2 separate regions of the Mus musculus genome follow, and region 2 is linked to region 1. The links are chromatin contacts, called in public Micro-C maps. All regions are on one chromosome and are shown on one strand. Each heading gives the region's core, a stretch centred on a gene start, on an enhancer-like site or on the middle of the called end of the contact. The rest is flanking DNA. Distances are from core to core; before and after follow the strand shown.

The links. Hi-C and Micro-C count contacts between places; a contact is called where the count stands out from the background.
Region 2: a contact with region 1 is called in a Micro-C map of muscle stem cells, with 2.1 times the contacts expected there. The contact joins the promoter of Borcs7 here to the enhancer-like site in region 1. A contact is called at or near these places in 3 of 39 promoter capture datasets (cranial neural crest, macrophages and maxillary cranial neural crest), 1 of 484 Hi-C or Micro-C datasets (muscle stem cells), 7 of 115 datasets of contacts at active chromatin or transcription factors (bone marrow-derived macrophages, effector CD8 T cells, embryonic fibroblasts and 2 more) and 1 of 9 other capture datasets (adipose tissue).

What each region holds. Positions count from the first base shown.
Region 1 is chr19:46,646,371-46,650,497 of GRCm38.p6, forward strand. All of the region lies in intron 3 of Wbp1l (WW domain binding protein 1 like), which reads left to right. Among named protein-coding and RNA genes, the nearest start is that of Gm36602, 18 kb to the right of the region's middle. Within about 2 kb of position 2,446, at least 35 of the 459 cell types and tissues checked have an H3K27ac peak or open chromatin away from gene starts, as enhancers often do. A contact at or near this core is called in adipose tissue, bone marrow-derived macrophages and muscle stem cells, where this site is marked.
Region 2 is chr19:46,688,556-46,692,503 of GRCm38.p6, forward strand. Borcs7 (BLOC-1 related complex subunit 7) reads left to right here and starts at 1,351. Exons shown (of 5, transcript NM_025563.3): 1 at 1,351-1,530. The coding sequence starts at 1,393.

The sequences.
Region 1 (4,127 bases), core at 1,196-3,695:
CCTTGAGTTCTCTTCAAGTTTTCAGTGTGCTGTAACCTGAACCAGTGCCTGGGCCTGTGTGAGGTGAGAACGCACGCTCCTGCTCTACCGTCGCAGGCAGTGGCTGAGACCGCAGAAACCTGCACCTGTGCCTGGGGTCACTGTTCAGTCAGTCATTCAGCAAACCCGATTCCTCGGGTCTTCCTCCTCAGTGCCCTCGCAGAGGCTTATTTAAACACAGATTTCCAGGCCCTGCACCCTTCAGATCTGAGCTAGACTGGAGAGTTTGCAGTTCTAGCAAGCTCTTAATCGATGCTGAGGCCTCTCGTGTTTTGGAAGCAGCGTGAGGCCTTCATTCGTGCATCGGGCAGTGGTCAAGCAGAAAGGAGATGCAGCGCGAACTATCAGCAGGGAAGCATGGAGGGTAGATAGGAGATGTCCACTCAGACAGGAGGCTGCCGTTAGCCAACACACCGTAGCAAAGAGCCACTGTCCCGAGACTGCAGGGTACCCTGGGAGAGCTGGGATACAGGATGCTTTTATGGCGGGCTAAGCTGAGAGAAGGAGAGACACAGATCATAGGGCCTCAAAGGGCTTCTGTGCGTGTCTAATTTCCCTGAAACAGGTGGAGCAAGGAGACCCCAGAAACCCAGGAGTACCCTCAAAGGCAAAAAGCCCGAAGCTGGGGTTCCCGGTTCTTGTCTGAGGCTCTTTTCCATTCTCCAGACCACATTTCCCAGGGAGGAGTCAAAGTTGGATTTTCTGTCCCTAAGATAAAATCTGGAGGAATTTTACTCAAGTGTCAGGTTTCCCTGCTTTGAGTTTCAGCTGAGAGGAAAGCCACCGGTGGGATTTCCTGAGATGACATGAAAGAGGCACAGCCAATCCACTGAATGCCAGCCCCCTGATACTTACTCCATGATTTTAATTAATATATGAGAAACTGCCCTTACTTATGGGATGCTCTGTGACTGATGTTTCAACACACTTGAGCTGATATTAAGTCGTTTAGCTCTTGAGCACACTGGCTGGCAGGAAGCCTCCTTCAAGCCCTTGTTGAAGCACAGTTCCCTAGTGGTCCAAGTCCCTGGGTGGGGCCAGGATGGTCAGCCAGGCAGCCCATATCAGTGGACACAGCATCTTGTTCATGGCAGGGCCTCAATAAATAGGAGTTGCCTGATTTTTCCCCAGAATTTTGCCAAGAACAGAACCTAGAGGCAGACCCTGGACTTGATCCTAACCCACGTTTTTTATGGAATAATTCTAGAGGAGGGGTCAAAGGAGGGTTTCAAGGAAATCCGTCCCATCTGTGCTTATGCCTGTAAATTCAACAGCTATAACAACAAGCCAGAGACAGCACGGTACACGGACAGTCACGGCGGGGAGTGTTCCACGTGTGTGTTAACTTGGGTGAGACCATTGTTCTCCCCGTCTTACATACACGGGGAATAGCAACAGAATCCCAAAGATCACGGGTTATCTGGAGTTTGAACCTGCGTAGCCGTGGTCACCCTATAGGCAAGTTTGTCGCCTTATAGTTCAGATGACACTATAAAAATTCGTTTTCCAAATTCAAAGATTTTTAAACAGCATCAGGGCAGGAGTTCCTGATGGGAACTGTCGGGGCCATGGGAACAAGGGGGGCTAAGTCTCTGCAGTGTGAGCCTGCTCCCTGGTGGGGAGTTTCTTGCCAGCCGAGGAGTGACATTTTCCCAAGTCTGTCCTGAACTCTAGGGCACATGACTCAGTTCCTACATGGGACTGTGATTGTTTTTAAAAACATGTTTTTCATTTAGCTTAGCATGACAAATGCTCCACACCACGAGGTCATAACTTGGGCGGGAAGTGTGGTGGGCGTTATCTAGGTTGGTGTGTGTGTGTTTGGGGAACATAAGAGTAGAGAATTGCCCCAAGTTTGAGGCCAGCCACAGTTGTATAGCAACACCTGTCTCAAAGACAAAAATAATAGAACCTATCTCTGTATTTCTGAAATGTAGCTAAAATATTAAAATTTGGTCCAACCTCACTGAGACTAATCAATACCCCACCCCTGCTCACAGCCAGTTTATAGCCTTGCCTGGCATAATTCCCGGGACAGCCCCGTTTGTGTAGGCCATATCAGACTGTCATCTGTCTGCCTTCCCACCAGACGGGACCAGGTTGTTGTCCGTTTTCCCATCCCTAGATTGACACCCAGTGTGCTACAAGACCTTGTATTTTTCCTTGTGTAGATCCACACAGATGACTCTCCTGTGGTCTTATGTTTGAGACTGAGAGGTGCTTACCCAGTTAGAGTCACATGTGACATCACACAGCTGGTGTGCAGTAGAGAAGGTTTTCCTTCTCATATCAAGTGGGAGAATGTGGGCCAGGGCATGGGAACGTCTTCCGGGCACTTTCGGGCATGCACGTGCGTCCCAGCATGCACGAGGCCCTGGATTTTGCGGCCTGCTGTTCTTCCTCATTTGTCGAATTTGTGGTTTTTGAAAAAACAGGAAGCCTTTCCTACGGTACTTGAGCGAAGTGGACCTCAGTCTTGTTTTAGGTGAAGAATCTCTTTAAGCTTGCTCGCTCCTGAGTTCTAGGAGACGGTTTCGGTGGTAACTTCTGATCCGGACTGTCCTGGTGGCAGGAGAGACTCAACTCCACTAAGTTGTCCTCTGACTTTATACATGTACTGTGTGTGAGCACAGAATAAACAACAGTGAGAACAATTCCTGATAAATCCTTAGATCGCACATGGAAAACCCTGTAGTGCGTACTGTGGCAGTCAGGATGGGCTAGGTTTTGCTGCAGGAACAAACATGTCCAGAATCCTAGCAGCCGAAACCAACGGGCTTCTTCCTCACTTTTGCTGTGTCCGATGAAGGTGGAATGGGGGCTTTGTTACCACGGGGGCATGTCTCATAGTCTAGAGCCAGAAATGACTGTCTGGAATACCAGTGGGGGCTGATGGAAGGTTTCACACAAGAAGCATGCTTGTCACTAAACGACACGCTGCTTTTAAGTTCTGTCAATAGGTAGCTTTAGTTAGCCTCCCCCAAGCATATAGAGGCCAGGAAGTTCAGACCTACCCATGCACCCAAAGCGAGAGAATCAGGAATTTTTGGTGTACATGAAAGCAGCACGTGGCGTTTCTCTTGTCTGACACGGCAGGGTTTCCCTATACAGCTCAGGTTGATTCTGAGCTCTGGAGGTCTTGCCTCTGTCCTGCAGGCCTGTGTCATTACAGCTGGCTGAGATTTTCTTTACGTAACAGTTATGTTTAAAGCAATAGCTGAGAATAGTGCCTTGGATCACATATATTAGAGCACAGAAAATACAGAGAATGAGGAAATACTGGGGAAATGATTCAAGAAAAAAAATAACATTAATGTTGATTTTCTAGAGAAGGAAGGGATATACTTTTCATGTTGACCTGTAAGGTGGGGGTGAAGAACAAGAGCAGAGAGCTTCGGGGTGTCTGCTCACTTAGCAATTATGAAGTACCAAGTTGAATCCCCAGGGGCACAGTGATGGCCTAGAGAGATTGCTCAGTTACTGAGAACACTGCTCTTGCAGTACTGGGGTTGAGGTCACAGCTGTAACTCCTGCTCCTGGGGACCCAGTGCCCCCTTGTATGTCAGTGAAATCTCAGTAGGTAAAGGTGCAAGGTTCCAGGGCTGGAGGCCTAGGACTGACGCCCCAAAGCCACACACATTCGCATGCACGCGAGTGTACCCAGACACACACGCAGAAGCTACACCTCTGTCTGCATATCCATAGCTATATAATAATTTAAAAACACAAATGTAATCCCAGTATTTGGGATGTAGAGACGGAAGTATGGCCAACTTGGGCTGTGACCCTGTCTCAAAACAAACGCAACAATAAGCAGACAGAGAGCAAAAATCTCTCTTCTCAGTCAATAGCAGCTAAGAAGTCCTTTCTACTATAAAGAAGTATGCACACATTTGGGAAAACAAACTAGGATCAGAAAGCTGTTTTTCCGCCAGAGCGGCTTCCAGATGCCCACCCTCAGGCCCGCACACTCCTTTATTTTTGTTCATAGAGCCTGTATTTTATTACTTCATTTCATTTCCAGGTTTGTGGTGCTAGGGACCTAGAAGCCACCTCACCCATGCCAAGCAGGCATGAGTTCTACTGCC
Region 2 (3,948 bases), core at 101-2,600, 41 kb after region 1:
GTCTGTAACTTTGATTGCACAGATCAAACACCCTCTTCTGGCCTTCAAAGGCACACGCGTCCACATGGTACACAAACAGATAGGCAGGCACATACTTATAAATAAAATAAAAATAAGAAATAAACTATAAGTAAACAAATGTACAGAAAGCAGAGCTGACCTACAGTAAAATTTTGTTTGAATTTTTTTTCTTTTTCCTCTTTTTTAAAGATTTATTTATTTTATTTAGGTGAGTACACGGTAGCTGCCTTCAGATGCACCAGAAGAGGACATCAGATCCCATTACAGATGGTTGTGAGCCACCATGTGGTTGCTGGGAATTGAACTCAGGACCTCTGGAAGTGCAGTCAGTGAGCCATCCTCCAGCCCAAGAATTTTCTTGGATGAACTTTTTTTTTTTAACCAACCTCTACAGACTCTCAATTTAGGATTTTCAAGTTCCTATTGCTATCCACTTCTTTCAGAGGTCCCAGTGTACATCATTTGACTCCATTGCTTTGGGATTATGGCACCACAGTGCACCATGTGGTGGAGGGTTGTTCACTCCAAGGTCGGGATGGAAAGAGAGACAAAAAGGGACCAGGATCACAATATCCCTTCAAAGGGTATACTCCAGGGACCTAACATCATAGTAGGACTTGCTTCCAAAGTAATTATAAGCAGAGTTTTAATTAAAAGGCTATTCATAAATACAAACTACTAATGATTAAAAAAAAAAAAAAAAGCCAGGTGGTGGTGGCACACATAGATGGATCTCCGTGAGTTTGAGGCCAGCCTAGTCTACAGTCAGGACTACACAGAGAAACCCTGTCTTGAAAACACATACGCACACACACACAGAATTTAATGATGTTGACATTTCTTTACCTTAGTCATTTGAATTTCATTTTCTTTGGCCTGTGCCCTTTGCTAATTTCAATAAAATATGTTAGAATTGAACAGGGTCTCTATTTTATTTTATAGATATTTTATTTTATAGATGTGGTCTCATGTATCACAGGTCGGCCTCCACTTGCTATACAGCCAAGAAAGACCCTGAACTTCTGACAGAGTTGTATTAATGTGCCTAGGTAACGCAGTGCTGGCCCTAAAACAGATAACAGAAGACACAGGGGTTGAGTAATTTGTAGCCACATCACTCCTTGGGATGCTATCCAGATCTTCTGACTCTAAACTAGAGATTCACCTAAATTATATTCTATCCCCTCCAGGGTAGCCTGCCTAAACGGTATCCTCCTTCCATGTCCATCAACTGAACATTTTAAGTAATTTTAGTAAGCAGTTTGAGCTAAGCGCATGCGGTCCTTCCTCTTCGCACGATTGGACGGTTGCGTCTCTTTTGGCCCCAGGGACTCGCCGTCGTCCGGCTGCGGGTGATCGCTAGTTGAGGTGATGGCGACTGGGACGCCGGATTCGCAAGCCCGATTTGGTCAGTCCGTGAAGGGGCTTCTCACGGAGAAGGTGAACACCTGTGGCACCGATGTAATCGCGCTCACCAAGCAGGTGCTGAAAGGCTCGCGGAGCTCCGAGGTGAGCGGGGCGTGGGCTCCCCGGGCCCAGTCCTCCTCCCAGCGCTGGCTCCGGGAGAGGCGGCGCATTGCATCCTGGGGAGTGTAGGCTTTTGGCCCAGGCGCGTGTTGCATTCTGGGTGAGTTTCTTCAGTTTAGGTTGAATGCTTGTAGTTGGAAGAGATGATGGGTGGGAAGGGGAGAAGCACAGGCGGGCAGATGAGCTGCGGCTCCTACACAGTGCCTGTTTGTGTTCATGGGCGTCTGTAGTGAACATCAGTCGCTTTTCGAATCTCGGCTTGGCGATGGCCTCAACTTCCAAGATTTCTTACACCTCTCTCTTTGTGGGTTTATTCTTTATATTTCTGGCCAAGCTCTTCACTGTTTCCTAGACAAGCTTTTTCTTTTGCCCTACCATCTCCTCCCCCTTTCTCCATCCTCCATCCGATTCTATGAATGGAATGATTTGATGACACGTACACGCTGCTTGTTGAGGTCGTTATCTGCCCTAGAGAAACCGTGTGCCCACACAAAGACACGTACATGTTCATACACTTTTCCTCATGAGACAACTCACACGCTCATGGACAGGTAAACGGGCATATGAGATGCAATGACCTCGTCTTTGGTATGTATTTACTAATGGAAAATTAAACGTATGGCGGTGCCTAATGGGCACACCTTAGTCTGAGCTCTCAAGAGACCTGGGATACAGAAGGGACTGCTTAGAAAACTTCCAATTTCACCTTCCTTAGTAACCCCTACCTTAGTAACCCTTCGGCAAGTGGTTACCGTTTCCAACTTAGTTTTCATAGGAACGGCACCTGCTTTCCTATGTAGTTGCAATAATGACACACTATGTTCTCAGGCCTTTGGATCTGTGCATGGATGTTCACAACATCTGACTTATATTACTTTAAACCTGCAGTGTAGCAAGAGCTGGCTTTCACTGACAGTGGCTGCAAAACAAAATAAAAATCCCATTACAAGAAGTGCTCGCCCTTACTGTATAACAGCTGTTGACATTGCTGACCTGATGATCTCTGGTGACATGTTTTGCATGTGGTCCCATCTGACACGTTGCTTTTAGGAATCTGTGTCAGGGGAAAGTTTGAAGAAATTAAAGAATTGTTATATTGCTTTTTTTTTTGCAGATATAAATTATGCAAATCATGGTTTCACCATTTGACACTTTATCATGGTTGCACAGAGTTCCTGGGTCGTTTTTTGTTGGCAGTCAAGTTGACTTTCCTTTCTTTTTTTTTTTTTTTTTTTTTTTGCTATTTCTAGATTCTGTTTCTTTTGTAGAAAGTGTATGTGTATGTAAAATGTTGCATACATCATACAAATGTGCACACACATTCTTCTAGATAAACAAATTGGGGGAAGAAATGCTATAAATAGGCTTAAACTTTTTAAAGGTGGGTTTGGGGCCAGCAAAATAGCTCAGCAAGACAAAGTGTGTGCTACCAAGCTGGACCATCCAAGTTTCTGTCCGAAACTGGGACCCATATGGTGGAAAGAAAAAAAAAACCAAACTTTGAAAAGTTATCATCAAGCTTCCACAAGTGTGGAAGCCATGGTACACACATCCTTTTCTCTCCTCCACAGATTAAGTAAATAAATGCAATTAAACTTTTTTTTTTTAAAGCCAAGTATAGTAGCACATGTCCTTAATCCCCGCAATTGGGAGGAAGAAGCAGGCAGAGCTCTGTGAGTTTGGTCTACAGAGTGAGTTCTAGCTTAGCCAGCCTGGCTGTCCTGAAACTCACTCTGTAGACCAGGCTGGCCTCAAACTCAGAAATCTGCCTGCCTCTGCCTCCCGAGTGCTGGGATTAAAGGTGTGCGCCACCACGCCTGGCAAGAGATGGTATTATATTTAAATCTAGTATATATTGAACATCATAATGAATTTACCTTTGCATGGTACTAGTTGGACACGCTACCAAAAAAATCACTGCCACCATTGGTTGCCCCTGAAGTAGCCCATTCCTTCCCGTTCCTCATCGTTCTATGTGTCTCTCACACAGGCATCTTCTCCTATCGGAGAGTTTGAGTGTGAGCCCATTAAACAGCATGGATTAAACCAAACTGAAGTTAACCTGATTTCTGAGACAGGCTCGACCCACGATTTCACAGCTCTCCAGACTTTGCCTTACTGGATTTCTTCCACAGCACCTGTAGCACATTACCTCAGCCATTTCCTGTCCTAGTTTGTGAGGTGGCTGTGTATCATAGTGACTCTCTGTTTACAGCTTTCATTTAACAAATAATTTCAAATGTCTGCTGTGTTCCAGGAACTGTTCCAGTTTCCAGGGGTCAAATAAATCTAAGTACTGGGGAAGCTTGGTATTTTTGGTGGTCATAGTGTTGGTCGTGATGATTGAACACAGAGCCTACTCGGTGGGAGGCAGACGCTCTATCACTGAGCTAAGTAGCC